Linked DNA regions of Hordeum vulgare: region 2 is linked to region 1. Evidence: chromatin contacts called from public Hi-C data. All regions are on one chromosome and are shown on one strand. The core of a region is the stretch at or near the end of the contact, and the rest is flanking DNA. Distances in the headings are between cores, read along the strand shown.

The links. A called contact is a pair of places that touch in the nucleus more often than the background predicts.
Region 2: a contact with region 1 is called in a Hi-C map of leaf, with 2.3 times the contacts expected there. The contact joins two enhancer-like sites. A contact is called at or near these places in 3 of 6 Hi-C or Micro-C datasets (leaf and seedling).

What each region holds. Positions count from the first base shown.
Region 1 is chr3H:101,806,742-101,814,091 of MorexV3_pseudomolecules_assembly, forward strand. No RefSeq gene overlaps it. Among protein-coding and RNA genes, the nearest start is that of LOC123443129, 150 kb to the left of the region's middle. Within about 2 kb of position 4,445, at least 3 of the 3 cell types and tissues checked have open chromatin away from gene starts, as enhancers often do. A contact at or near this core is called in leaf and seedling, where this site is marked.
Region 2 is chr3H:101,984,361-101,991,710 of MorexV3_pseudomolecules_assembly, forward strand. No RefSeq gene overlaps it. Among protein-coding and RNA genes, the nearest start is that of LOC123443130, 40 kb to the right of the region's middle. Within about 2 kb of position 3,536, at least 3 of the 3 cell types and tissues checked have open chromatin away from gene starts, as enhancers often do. A contact at or near this core is called in leaf and seedling, where this site is marked.

The sequences.
Region 1 (7,350 bases), core at 3,195-5,694:
AGTAAGTCTTGTGGCAAAATACACACTTGCCGCTGATGACGTTGGCGCGAGGAGCCGGGGAACCAATGTCCAAGTGTGGTTGCACTAAAGAGCCGGTGAAGGTGGTGAAGATGAGCCGACCTCGATGGAGGAGAGCGAGGTAGCAGCTGCTCTGGCCGCACCAAGATGCGAGGCGTCGTCTGCGCACGATGCCGCACCCGAGGTCAGGGTAGGGGCGGGCGACGCAATGACAACAGGGTTGGCCGGAGAGGAAGCCGCGAGAGCCTCTGAGGGCACTGGGTCTGCCGACCCGGAGTCTGACCCCATGGTCGTCGAGGAAGCGTGGTCGGAGGTGGGGCCCGCGGTCCGGCCCACAACGCGAGCAGCGCCAAACACTGGCGGTGGACCAAGGGCCAACCAAGACTGTCCACGAGAGGGGGTTGCCGAAGGGCTGTCGGTGGGTGGTGGTGATGGGACGGTGGGTACCTGCTGAAATGGACACACCTTCTCATCAAAGTAAACGTGTCGCGAGGTGAAGACGCGGTGGGAGACGAGATCAGAACAACGGTATCCTTTGGTGTTGGGTGGATAGACAAGGAAGATGCAAGCAATGGAACGAGGTGCAAGCTTATGAGGCGCGGTAGCGGCGATGCTAGGGTAGCAGAGATAGCCGAAGATGCGAAGCACATCATAAGAGGGTGGTGAACCAAAAAGAAGATGGTGAGGTGCAAAGTTTCCGTGAGTGCGGCAAGGCCGAATGTTAAGGAGAAGTGATGCAGTGGCAAGCACGTCAGGCAAAAAGTGTCGAGGCACATTGGCACGAAAGAGATGCGTATGAACACCGTCGTTAAGAGTGTGAAGGATGCATTCATCGTGACTGTTTTATTGCGAAGTGTAGAGGAAGGTAATACGAAATATCGTGTCGTGTGTCATGCGAAGAGTACGAACAGCCATGTTGTCCAACTCCTTCCCATTGTCTGTTTGGAACGCAAGAATGGGACGCCCAAACTGTGTAGAGACATAGGAATAAAAGGGAGCAAGAGTGGTGATAGCATCGGATTTGCGCCGCAACGGAATGGTCCACACATAATGCAAAGAATCGTCAAGAGTGACAAGATAGTAGGAGTAGCCCGTATTACTTGCAACAGGAGAGGTCCACACATCACTATGAATTAACTCAAACGGGTACGATGCAACATGAGAAAAAGCCCAAAAGGGGATACAAGTATGTTTGCCGAGACGACAAGCATGACAAGAGTGATCCTCTATCTTATTACATGTGAAAGAAAATCTCGGAAGAATATGACAAAGGGTGGCGAGGTTGGGATGACCCAAGTGAGCATGCGAGAGGTCCAAACCGGTGGCGTGGGCAACATGAGCGGCGAAGGTGGATGAGGTAGTGGAGCCGACTGGGTAGAGGTCGTCAGGACTATCACATCGATGGAGCACCATTTGAGTACGAGCGTCCTTGACAGAAAAACCGAACTTGTCAAATTCAACGGTAACGAGATTTTCACGTGTAAAATAGCGAAGGAAAATAAGGTTTTTGATAAGATCAAGGGAAACTAAGATGTTAAATAAAGAAAGTGGTGTGGATGAAGAGGGAAAAGATGCATGGCCTATATGAGTAATGGGAAGAGAGAAACCGTCACTGATGGTGATACGAGTAGAAGTGTTGACGGGATAGGAGGTGTGGAGGGTACCAGGATGAGCATCCATGTGAGTTGTAGAACCGGTATCCATGTACCAGTCGCCGCCGCCGGTGTAGTTGGATGGTGTATGGGCGGAGTGCAGCGCCGCCAGCAAAGCCGGGTCCAAAGGCGCCGGGGGAAGCGAGGGAGCCGGGGCCTGCGGCAAGGGCAGTGGAGGCAGCCCTCCTTGATACGGCGATAGTCTGAAGGAGAGGGGCCCGTAGGGCGGCACATATGACTGCGGTGCGGCGTAGAACGCCTGATGCGAACGAGGTTGTACACCAAGGATACCGGGAGCAGGGGCACGTGGAACCGACATGGAATAAGCATGCACGACGTCGGTCCATGGATTCTGCCCGGCATAGCACGGTGCCGACTCTTGCTGCTATGGAGGATGGGGTTGCTCCTCCGTGAGCGTCGTTCGGCTACTGCTCTTGGCGCCCACCACACCGACCGCCGAGGCAATGACCGTTGCAAGGCGGAGCCGGCTGCGGCCGCGGGAAGGGAGCCGACACCAGCTGGAAAGCTGGCTACTACACGGAGTGCAGCTGGGGTGCGGGCGCCGTCGGTCCACCACGGGTGGTGGTGGTGAGAACCGTGGGTGTGGCCTGTATCCGCGCCATCTTCATCCGTCTCTCCTCAAACTTGAGGTACGCCACCACCTTAGCAAAGGTAGGTTCCGGGATGAGAGTAAGGTTGGAGGCGGCGTTCCCAAAGTCATCGTTGAGGCCCATGGTGAGGGTGCTGATGAGGAGCTCATCGCCAATCATTTCGCCAAGATCATGGAGCTCATCCGCAAGCTTTTTGAGGCGCATGCAAAAATCATCGATAGATGAGTCAAGCTGCTGGCACCCATAGAACTCGCCGTGAAGAAGGACCTTGCGCTGAAGTTTGTTGTCGGTGAAGAGGCCGTTGAGCTTGGTCCAGACGGCGTAAGCGTTATCATCATCGCACACTAACGTGTGGAAGAGATCCTTGGAGATGGTGAGGTAGAACCAGCGGATGATGCTGGCGTCGAGGATCATCCAGTCCTCGTTGTTCACAATGAGACGAGAGTCCACGGTGCCATCGATGTGACCATGGAGCAGGTACTCGTGGAACACCAAGGAGAAGTACCTCTTCCAGGCGGAGTAGGAGGCAGTGGACTCGTTAAGGATCACCGGAACGCGGTCGAAGATGTTGAGGTCGCGAACGAGGGTGACGTCCAGGCCGGCGAACGAATTCCTGCCGGAGGAGACCGAGGAGCTCGGGGAGACCATGGCAGCAGGCGAGCAACGGCATCGGAAGGTACGGGTGAGGGAAGTGGAAGCGGTGGAGGTGGGATGCGGCGACACACGATGGCAGCGGAGGCTGGGAGAGAGCGGCAGCAACAACGGTGTGTGGCGGCGGGAGGATGCGGCGACGACGTCTGCGCGATGGAGGTGCGGCGACGATGGCGGCGTCGACGCGAGGGAGGGCGCTGCGGCGCAGGCGGCAGCTGCACGATAGATGGTGCAGCGGCGGCGACGACGGCTAGGTTAGGAACGTGAAGGAAACGGATACCATGTTGAGACTTAGGTTTGGGTTGTACAACTCTGAGTATTGATTGAGTGCACCACACACTTTTATATAAGGTACAAGATGAGCCTCAATCTCAATTATACAAGGAACTAGGAGGTGGATCTATGACACAACCTACATGTACAAATATATACTCAACAATTAAAGTAAATGCATGTTTGGTTTGTAAGTGCATATTTTCACAAGTAACCTTCAGAAGGACGTGTTTCTTCTTCATCTTTTTCTATGGGCAGTATTGGGCGCCGGCGCACCGGCCCGAACGCTCGCGCCGGTCGCAGCGTGGTCGTTAGATCCGCGGGCCGTATTGTTAGATTTATCCATGCAACAAAATTTCTCGATGTAGCAAATTTCGGCCACGATGCAACAAATTTCGTCCACGGTTGCAAAAAAAATATGTTTGTAGCAAAATAATATCAACGTGGTCGTAGCAAAAGAACGATGGTGATGATGCGTGGTAGCAAAACAAAATATGGGTTATAGCAAAAACAATCCGGTGAACTCGGGTTGCAATTCTGACGAATGTGTATGCAACTTTTGTAGTGAATGGTTGCAGGAAAAAAATAATACCGATTGTAGCAAAAATTAACACGCTTGCAGTAAAAATCAAAACGTCGGTTGTAGCAAAAAAAACCAACGAACTCGAGTTGCATCCAAACATGAATGCAACTTTTTTAATAGACAAATTGTAACAAATGAGAAAATTTTATAACAAATTTAACCTTGGTTGTAGCAAATCTGAACAAAAAAATATTACGTGCGTGGGCTAGCTACCGCGCGTACCGCGTGCGATCGGCGGAACGATTCGATAAACACGCCGACTCGAAGCGTTTCCCTTTCTCTATTCCTACGTTTTAGAATACTACAAACCGAAGTGGCCCTAATTGTTTCACTTTATTGCACAAGAGGAATAAATGACTTGATTATTGATCTGAACATATTTGAAAATGTGCAAAATCCTGAGACCTATACGGAATGAAACAGTAGTTTGACAAGAACGTGGGCCCACCCGGACTCTAGAGAGGTCGACCGGACAAGGCTGAAAGGCTGCTGCTGCTGGGTAGGCAGGTTGGTGGCGCGAGTGGCATGGCCTCAATGCTTCACGTACAGTCAGCCCCCCTGCCACAAATTTTGGCTGTTGCTGCCTGCTGCCGGCCACCTGATATTTGCGCGCGGGCCTGGATCCATCTGCATGCGCGCACGGCATACACTTTCCGTCGTCGCACTCGCACGGGACACGCTGCTGTTGCTTCTTGCCTCGCCTATCGCTACGTCCCAGTCCAAGCCCACCTGATTGGTACCGGCGGCCGCTGCAGCTATTGGCTTTGGCCACTCCCAAGTCCCTTGACGCGACGCTTCCACTATGCAAACGCCTTTAAATGATTCCGCTGCGTACACAGTCCAGGGCGCCTGCACTGCATTCATTCAAGCCCCCTTGCGGCACGTACGTAGACTAGTACCACGCTGCTGCATGCTCCGGCTCGACGTGCCCACCGTGTGCGCCGCGTATGTCTGTCCACTCCGCCGGTCGGGGGCCTGTGCGACGGTGTGTAAGAGCACTTACAGGAACTTGCAAGTCCAGACTCTCCAAAGTTTGCGAAGGCGTTCGCAAACGCAAGCCTTACGCCTCATGAAATGACTACTGCATCCCGATATCTCATATTTATACCGTAAACTCATACAGAAACATGCAGCATATTAAACCTACCTACTATGTACGAGTTATCTATTATTTGTTAGAGATATCGATAATTTTCGTGCTTTCTGAAGGATAGATGTGCGGCAGATGCAGCTCTGTTCCCTCCGACACCGGCGCTGCAGCCCCCTCTGCCACCTCCGGCTGCTTCGTTGCGGCTTCCTCCATCGATATCTCCGCCTCGACCTCGTCGAAGAGGACGTCGGCATCCGCCTACCTCTGCCGGATAAACCGGCGGTTAGCCTCCATCTCGACCTCATCCCGGATGGTATTCATGATGCCTGCTGCTCCGCCATCTCGTCGGCTTGGGCGGCGACGAACTCCTCCATCGCCTCCATCATATTGAAGCCCGGAGCGTTGTCCTCCTTCTCCGGCTCGTCCTCCTCCGTTGCTGCTCGTTCTCCGTGTTCGACGTGTCCGGAAGGAGACCCTCAACAATACGGATGACGCGCTGAGTCTGGATCTCTGTCTCGATCTGCATCGGTGCTCCGTCATGAACTGACCGTAGGTGGCGATCCTTTGGCGGACCATAGTAAGGCCGGAGAGCGGGGGAAAGGAGGCAGGTGGGCTCGGGTGGCAACAGATGGAGGAAGGGGACGGATGTGCTAGGCGGGAGGACGTTGATCGGCTTTTAAGCCGGCTCTGGCATCGGGCGAAGAGCCGAAGCGGCACCACACAACGTTCACACCGCGCAAACGGTCGAGGCGCCAGTCGGACTGTTGAATTTTAGGGCGAGTCCGCGTGGGACTACACCGCCAGACCGACGTGGCGGGCGTGCCCGGGCGCATCTGGACTCTTTTATGTTCGCTCCATATTTAGGATGAATACGAGGGGTGTTGGTCACTCCGGACGTTTGAGGCTCGTTTAAGGCGTCCGATTGAGTTAAATTTTTATAATCGATCAGTGCCCGGATAATTTGTACACGTTTTTGAGGGATTCGGCTGTAGATGCTCTATCCCCACGTGGATCGGCCGGCGTACCCCGTGCGCAGCGCGAGCGCTCATATACGCGGTGCATGCGGGGCAACCGCGCGCGCCCATGGCGCTGCAAGTTTCGATCGCGCTGCTGGTGGTGCCGTGGTGGTGCTGGTGGCCAGGAGATGTCTTGCTTGGCAGCTAAGTTAGCATCGTCATCCATCACGGGAGGAGGGGTTTGTTCGACGACGATAATGAGGGGTGGCCGGTCTCAAGTTGGGGTACGTGATGGGGGGGGGGGGGGGGGGGGGGGGGGAAGAACCCATGCCCAATATGAAATGCAGCATTAATGTTGTTTTGTTTTGGAGGTTCATAACACAGGCACTCTTATTCCACACAAAAGCCTACGCTGTAGTATGTTGAATTTGAGCTTGGTGTCGTTTCTGCGCGTCCGAAGATGCGGATAACCAGAATGCATGGGACAGAGACATTATTTTCCGAGTAGCGAACGATCAGGAAATGAGAGCTTCAGGAAGAGAGAGGAGGCAGATGTTAGAAACCCACTTTTTTTTTTTACTTTTTTCTTTGCAATTTATCAAATAATGCCTGGGTATAACTCTCTGAAAGATGAAGCTGGGAATTTGAATCACCTCAGTCCGATTAACATGGATGAAGTTACACGCGTTCGTTCGATAAACATTGGATGGTGAACAACTATACACTTTCTAGTATAGTTGACAAATGTCTTTCGCTTAGATTAACTTCAACGGGTCGATCCAAATGGAACACGCTTTTGTCTGTCTTTTGTCCGTTTGGGTCGGCCGTCCGCCCGGCGTCCGTTCTATTTTAGATTTGGATCGGTAATGCGCTCAACGCGTCGATCCATTTCATGTTCGCACATAATTTTTTTTTAAAGACCAACGGTCATATGTCATGCCAGCGGCCATGTATCATATGCCGGCACCATACCAGCGTCGGCATATAATGCCACCGGCCATGTATCACCACATAGTTCATGCTGCCACACTCGCCAGCGACCGACACACATGCCAGCACACAAAAATGGGTGGGATTTGAGTTCAACCACGCCATCGTGGCCCCGTGGTCATGCCAGCATACAAAAGGATGGCGCTCGCCGCCATAGATCACTCCTCATCAAACTTGAGCATGTTGGTCTACATCTTCTCGAACCACGACCTCTTCCTTGGCGACACGGTGTTGAGATCCACCTTCATGATCTCCACCCGGTCATCATGCTCGCAAGAGCCACTTCTTTCGCTTTGGTCTTGGTGTTGGCGGCCTCGATCTCTAGCATCTTGGCTTGCTTCTTCGCCTCCATCTCAAGCATCTTGGCTTGCTTCTCCGCCTCCATCTCAAGCCTCCTCCTTTGGATCTCTGTAAAGGCGTTCATTTGCTCTTCTTTGTAACGTCGACGCTCCTCCTCCCTTGAGTCCTTCTTGCTCATCATGCCCTCCGCAGTTGCGGTCAAGGCGATCGACGCCGCATCCCACTT
Region 2 (7,350 bases), core at 2,286-4,785, 180 kb after region 1:
TCTCAATGTAAAAGGAAAATCGTTTCACTTTGAAAGGAAAGCTAGCTATATGAGATTGAAATCACTCTCTACGATATTCATAGAAATAAGAATTTTGATAGATTACTTCAGGTGAGCGGGGCCTTCAGCGCCTTCAGCGGCCATAATACGCTTCCACCTGAACATGCTTGCAGGACTTAGAAAAGTCTTGTATAAGATAACTAGCTTGACAACGGGAATTCTCTAACTTACTTGTAGATAACGAACTTTCCCAAGGAGGAGATGATCTTAAGATAGTTTTGTGTTAATAGGGAGAGTGTCGGGAGAGACCTCCCACGGCCTCACTCGTCTCGCCCGCTCCCGCGAGTGGGGAGGTGAAACCTAGGGTCGCCCCCTCTAACCTCCCTCGCGCTCCGCCCCTCCCTCGTCGCCGCTGGCTCGTGTCACCAGGCAAAGCCCGGCCACCATCGGTGGCGGCGGGGCCTCTTTCCCTTCCTCGCGGTGGGCTGGCGTGGGACATCGCCATGGCGCGAGACAGCATCATGTCGCGGATGTGCGTAGTTCTACAGAACGGCGCGTCGCGGCTGCCGCCGGGACGACACGGCGGTGGCATCCTGGGGTGGCGGTGCGGGCGGCTGCTCGTCGTGGACGAGGTGGGGCGTGCCTGCGCAGGTGGCCGCTATGGGCATTCCGACATAGATCTGGATCGAGCGGATGCTCTGTCCAGCTACCATCTCGTGGCGCGGGCTGAGACGGCATGGGCCGGCCACCGCTCATGGCTGTGCTACTGCAGAGGACCAGTGTGGCGGCGTGCTCCTTGCTAGGTTGGTCCGGCGGCTCTATGGCTGTAGTGACCGCGTCCTGGGAGCGAATGGTGCGGATCGATGGGGAGGCGACGATTGGTGCTCCGGGTCATGTCACTCTCGGTTGCGCTGGGTGGCAGTTCAACTGGCCTCCATCCCCTAGTTCTAGGCCGACTTGGGTGCGAGCCGGGGCTCGTGCTCGGGCGGATCTGGACAGTGCCTGAGGCGAGTCGGAGTTCACCCTCGGCGTAGGTATGCTTGGGCTTGATCTGGGAGGTTCCCGTGGGTGGTGAGCCCCTTTCCTCATGGATATGGTGGACGTTGGTGGTGGTCCGAACTCTGCTACTCTGCCGGCCAGATCGACATCAAGGGCCATGGTCCTGGCGTCGTGCGAGCGGGCTCGGCGACGACCGTCGGTAGTCACGGAGTAGGGTCTCCCTTGTCCATCGGGTACGGCTGGGGATCCAGGCGTGGATGCCACTTAACATGGAGGCGTCAACCCACACTCTGCGGCTGATGTCGGGCTAGGAACAAAGGTGCCGCCTTTTTCTCCTCCTTCCGTGGCAGGTGTACCATGATGTGGACGGTTGGTGGAGTCCTGGACATGGATACCGGGGTGGCGGCCCTGGATGGAGGTTCGCATGGTTGGCTCTCTGACGGGCACCATAGCGGCGAGGATAGCATTACCTCTTGGTCGTGTGGCGGCGAGAGATGATGCTGCGGGTGGCTCAGGCGCGCTCGCTGTCGATGACGATGGTCGTGCCCCGATCCGGAAGTGGAAGTTATATGCACCTCCCGCTTGCCCTGAAGACCTCATGGTGACTCGGGGGAGCTGTCAAGCGAAAGCTCCGCGCTTTGTCGCTGACGACGGCGACGCTTGCGGACGCCATTATCTTCTTGAAGACGTCGTCATGGTGCTCCTCTCTGTGTCTGAGTTCCGGTGAAAACCTTTGTCTATGTAGACTCGGCAACGGCGACACCTAGCGTTGTTATCCCTAATGGGGGACGTTGTTTGTGGAGGTTAGGTGTTATAGGGCTTAACACGGTGTTTCTTTAGTTCATCGTGTACTTTATTTCGATTGCATAGTCGCATGTGTTCTACGTGGTCTGGTTATCTTGAGATCGGCAGTGTTTGAAGGCCACACCATCTCTTTGTATCGTTCGGTCGTGTATTTTATTTGGTTGTTACTTTATATATAAAGCTGGACAAAGGCATGTTTCGAGAAATAGGGAGGAAGCTATTTGAGCGAGCGAGGAAGCTCGAGCTTCCCCCTTCCCTCACCCAAGAATTGCATTTCCGTTTCAGCTTCCCCGGTTTAGTTGGTTTGTAGGATTAATTGATTGGATATCGGATCCGCGTAATTTTTTAAAGTCACTGCTTCTAAGACCATAGGCGTAAAGGCAAGGCTTTGTCGCGATTCGATCATATGTGAGTACTCTCACATTCCGTGTGGAATCCCGTGTATGCTAAACTGAACTGAAGTGAAGCTCCGGGAGCCTTGGAAATATGCCCTAATCACCTCCGTATAAGATATGGACACACAGGTTATAACATTGTACTCCCTCCGTTTCAAAATATAAGACCTTTTAAGTATTTCACTAGAAGACTACATACGAAGCAAAATGAATAAATCTATACTCTAAAATATGTCTATGTACATCCGTATGTAGTTTATAGTACAATGTCTAAAAGTTCTTATATTTAGGAACGGAGGGAGTATATCCTAAACTGGGAGCATTCTCAAAGACCTCCATCCCTTCCTTGCTCTGTTTTTTGACAAGTAAACGAACCGGATATGTCATTGGGCATTGTGGGCAACATGAACAGCTCGTTCTCTGTAAATTTAGTGTGTGGTATTGCATTGTGGTATCATCATAGTAGCCCGCGTGCCTTTCAAACAACAGCACCTTCATCAGATAAGCAAAGACTAGAAGACCATGACAACTCTGACAGCCACTCCGGCGATGCCTCGTTCGCAGTTGGATCGTTCCCATGTGTCGAAAGCTGCGAGCACGTACTCAGGCGGCCTAGTCAGCCACCAGAGCCTTCTCCGGCACGCAACCGGTGAATGAATCAAAGGACTATTATTGTTTCTGGTGATTACATCACACTCCAACTAGGATCAGTCGACATCGGATAAATATCCTGGACGAAGTTGCTTGGAGAAAACTACGGGGAAATGTGTGGAATGATGTAAGATAAGGTGAAAGGGACACCGCTGCCATTGCCAAGCCAGCCCGTCAATGGTGGAGGGCCGAGACGTGAAGCTGCCGTCCACCGCGGTTCTCGCCTGCGTGGAATTTTTCGAGCTCCCCTGGAACTGCGAAGAAAGTGAAAAGGTATCTCTGAGACCAGACTCATCTCCATCCGGTTATTTATTTTTTATAAAAAGTACAGAAAAAATCATTTTTTTGCATGCTAGATAATTTGAAGTGTGATGTGCGTTCTTAATTTCAGATAATTTAAACTTACGAGTAGCTCTCAAAAAAAAAATTGGGTCCGAACAATAAATGAACACTAAACTTTTTTACAAACCTCTAATTTGTCCTTTTGCCGAAAGTTACTCAAATGTTCAAATAATTTGAAATTTAAGCGCACCTCACGCATCAAATTGTCTACTATGTAAAATAATAGATTTTTTTGAATTTTTTGAGTATTTGTTTTGAATTCTTTCTTCAACGCACGTGCAGATGAGCCTTTCAACCGAATCAACACTCTTGTCATGCGAGCTCCTATTCGACGCATTTGCGTGAAACAGCCATGCAATGCATGCACGGACCCCCAGTCCCCAGACTGGGCCGGCCCAATACTGGGCGTTGTAGCAAGCACGCCTGTTTGCATCTACTGTAGTCAGACATGGGCATTCTGTTAGACCGAATAGTTTGGTCTGGTGCCTTGGTTTATTTTCAAATTTGGTTTTATGCGTGGCCTGCGTGTGTGGACGCCTCGAGGGAATCTTAGGATAAGTCAAAAGGGCTGCGTGTGTTTGTGGCCGAGAAAAGACCAGGGATAAACTTTCTGCGGTTACTGGATGGTATTAATGCTGGTAGGTTATTGGGCTTTATGTGCTAGGCTCCAGCAATACATACCCAATATTTGGGTTAATTCAGTGATTCGGTCAACAAACGCGAACGACCGAACTTACCGATATATTTTCGGTTTCTACAGTTTTCCAACCGAACGAACAACCGAAGCATTGGTCCTCGGTTTTTTCGACTTCGGTCTTCGACTTTTGGTTTTTATGCCCACCCCTAACTGTAACACAACGATGTTAAAAAATGGAGAAGCGCGCAAAGCCTCGCTAGGATTCGAACTTTGGACCTCTGTCTTGTGTATGAGAGCAACTAACCAGTAGAGCTAAGCATAAAGAGGAGCATTACGTTGTTAACAAATTCCAAGGCATGATACGGGCAGTTTTTTTTTCAAACTTTCCTTGGAATTTGTCAACATTTTTAACAATGTGTAATATTAGAAAATCCGATAATTTTGTTAAAAACTTTGGCAAATTTTCCAATTTGAAAATAAAAATACAAACATGAATATTTTCTGACAGATTTTTTTTCAAGTTCCTAAATATATTTTTAAAAGTGAACAATAATTGAATTTCTAGAACAAACATTTGTTAATAGGACAACCTTTGAAAACGCAATATTTTGTTGAAATTTCCGAACATTTTTAAAAACATCAAATATTTATTGAATTATTGAAAAACATTCAGAAGCACGATGAAATTCCCTGTCATTTTTTGAAAACACAAACAACATTCAAATTTTTCACACAGATTTCTAATATTCGGAACATATTTTCATAATATGGAAAACAATGAATTTCTGAACATTCAGAAGCACAAACATTTTTGGAAAGTCTCACACGTTTTTTTAAAACAAAAAAAATGAAAACATGAAAAGTTTTAGATATTTTTGAACTGTTTTCCGAAAATGAGAACATTTTAAATTTCTGAACATTTTTTTAATTTATCAAAAATAAAATATCATATTTGAAATTTTGAATATAAAACTAAAACATGACCATTTCTTAAAAAATTCATGTACTTTTAGAAATTATGAAACAATTTGAACAACATAAAAATTTTCTAAAAAAAAATCGAATTTAAAAAATCCTAGACAGTTTGTAAAACTGCAAACATGTGTTGAAAAGTAAAATTAAGCATGAAAACAAAATAAACTAAAATAAAAAAAAGAAATATAAAAGTTAATAAAAATGACAAAAACGATAAAAGAAACAAAAATTCAGTTCACGTTCACAAAACCGGATTGGACAGTTTGCAAGCTATCAACATAAGTGGGCCGACCCAAAACACGTTGCTCGGTTGCTCGCCTTGTGCGAAGAACCAACAATTGGCTGCAATGACCTGCCAATAGGAAATCCCGCCTGTCAATGCACAATTTTATTTTTGTGAGACAAAGTCATTGCACTATTGGCGACCTCCTATATGTCACTCTCTCCGGCAAAGAGTCACCATTTTGCACAGATGGGTTCGCGACTGGGCTGGCCCGTGAAGACAGCGATCGACATTGAACGTGCACAGAATTGTTACTACCACATCAGCTAGGAGTCATCTCTATTCGAAATGGGAGCGTCAAGCTTAAAAGAACCAACACAATGTGTAGATCCGAATAAGTTTAGGAAATTCAAAAGCATTTTTGTCCGAAAGATGGAATGCTCAGTGAAACGCAAATACTTTCCAATATTTGTGAACAACATTTTGAAAAAATATAACATTTTCGAAAAAAGGAACATTTTCTTTAAACCGTGAACATTTTTTTGGATGATGAGGCATTTTTACCAAAATTCTAAAACAAAATTTGGAATCATGAACAAATTTTGAAACTCCTGAATAAAATTTGAAAACACAAACATTTTTCAAACTCATGAACAAATTCCGAAACATGAACAAATTTCAGATTCATAAACAAAATTATAAATTTGTGAACATTTTTGGAATTGAGAACAAATTTCAAACTCATGAACAAAATTTTAAAGTTATGAACATTTTTTAAATTGTGAACAATTTTTGAAACCGCCACCATCAAAGGACTAAGCTCGGCAATCCGAACCTTTCGGTCGCACCCTTGCCTATGATACTAGATCTGGTCAAGGAACCGCACATAACCTCCGCCCCGGCGCTGATTTCAAACCAGCCATGGGATGAAAATTACACGTCATCGAACAAAGCCTAGAACCTGAATCTGGTGGCACACTATGCTGTCCTGGTTATCCTCGCCGTGCAAGTGGAGTCGAGGGCGATGTAGATCAACCTCGAGAAAATCCTCTTGGGAGACTAACGTCAAATCAGATCACAACACACTTGGAAGGCTACTAAGGACTCGTGAGACTAGTATTGACATGTCTTAGGCCGTTGCTACGAATCATCCGACTGATTTCCAGGGGAAATTAGTCGGGTCCCCAGCCGTTGGATCTCACCCTCCACAGTCGTTTGATTCGTTGACGTATCGATCTCATCTCATCAAGCGATGGCAGCACACACGCCCCTCGTCGGCTGAGTTGGGTGTTCGGCAGCAACGGTAGCGCCGCGATGCTCCATTGCAGTGCCAACTCGGGCGCGGCGGTGCTACATCGCAGCCCCGGTGGTGCTCCACTTCAGCCACGAGACCAGCTCGTGGTGCCCCAATGCAGTGCCAGCAGCCCGCCAAAGCTTCGACCATGATTCATTGCAACAGCGACACCGGCACGGCGGTGCTCCATTGTGTTGGCGCATTGTAGCTTCACTGACGAAGGCCGGCGATGCTACAACATCGGTGTGGTGGTGCTCCATTGCAGCCGTGACATCGGTTCACGGTGCTCCAACGCGGTGCCGATGGCCCCTCGCTGCTCCGCGACGCAACACAGCTCCACCAACCAAAGTCAGCAATGATGTAACACGGGCGTGGCGGTGCTCCATTCCAGTCGCGACATCGACGTGCAGTGCTCCAATGCAGCGCAAGCAGGACATCACAGCTCCGGACATGCTTCAATGCAGATGCGATAGTGCTAAGCGGTTCTCCAACATAGAAATGGTGGCTCGTCGTCGTACTGCATCGCCGGCGGTACCAAATGAGCGGATGCCTTCCCGCTCTCATGGCAGCAGTGCGTATAGCGTTGCTCCCGCAAGGGGTTCAAGTGCCATGGCAGTGGGCGTGCGGGCTTCATGTGCCAATGTTTTCAGTGGGGATGAAGTTGTGTGGAGGTGATGGCATTGCCATGAGTGTTGGGGAACGTTGCATGGAGAAAAAAATCCTACGCACATGAAGACCTATCATAGTGATAATCATCTACGAGAGGGAGATCAGATCTACATACCCTTGTAGATCGCTAAGCGGGAAGCGTTAAGAAACGCGGTTGATGTAGTGGAACATCTTCGCGATCCAAATCGCCGTCGTCTCACGATCCATCCCAATCTAGCACCGAACGGACGACACCTCCGCGTTCAGCACACGTACAGCTCGATGACGATCTCCGCCTTCTTGATCCAGCAAGAGAGACGGGTAAGTAGATGAGTTCTCCGGCAGCGTGACAGCGTGCCGGTGATGGTGGTGATCTATTCGT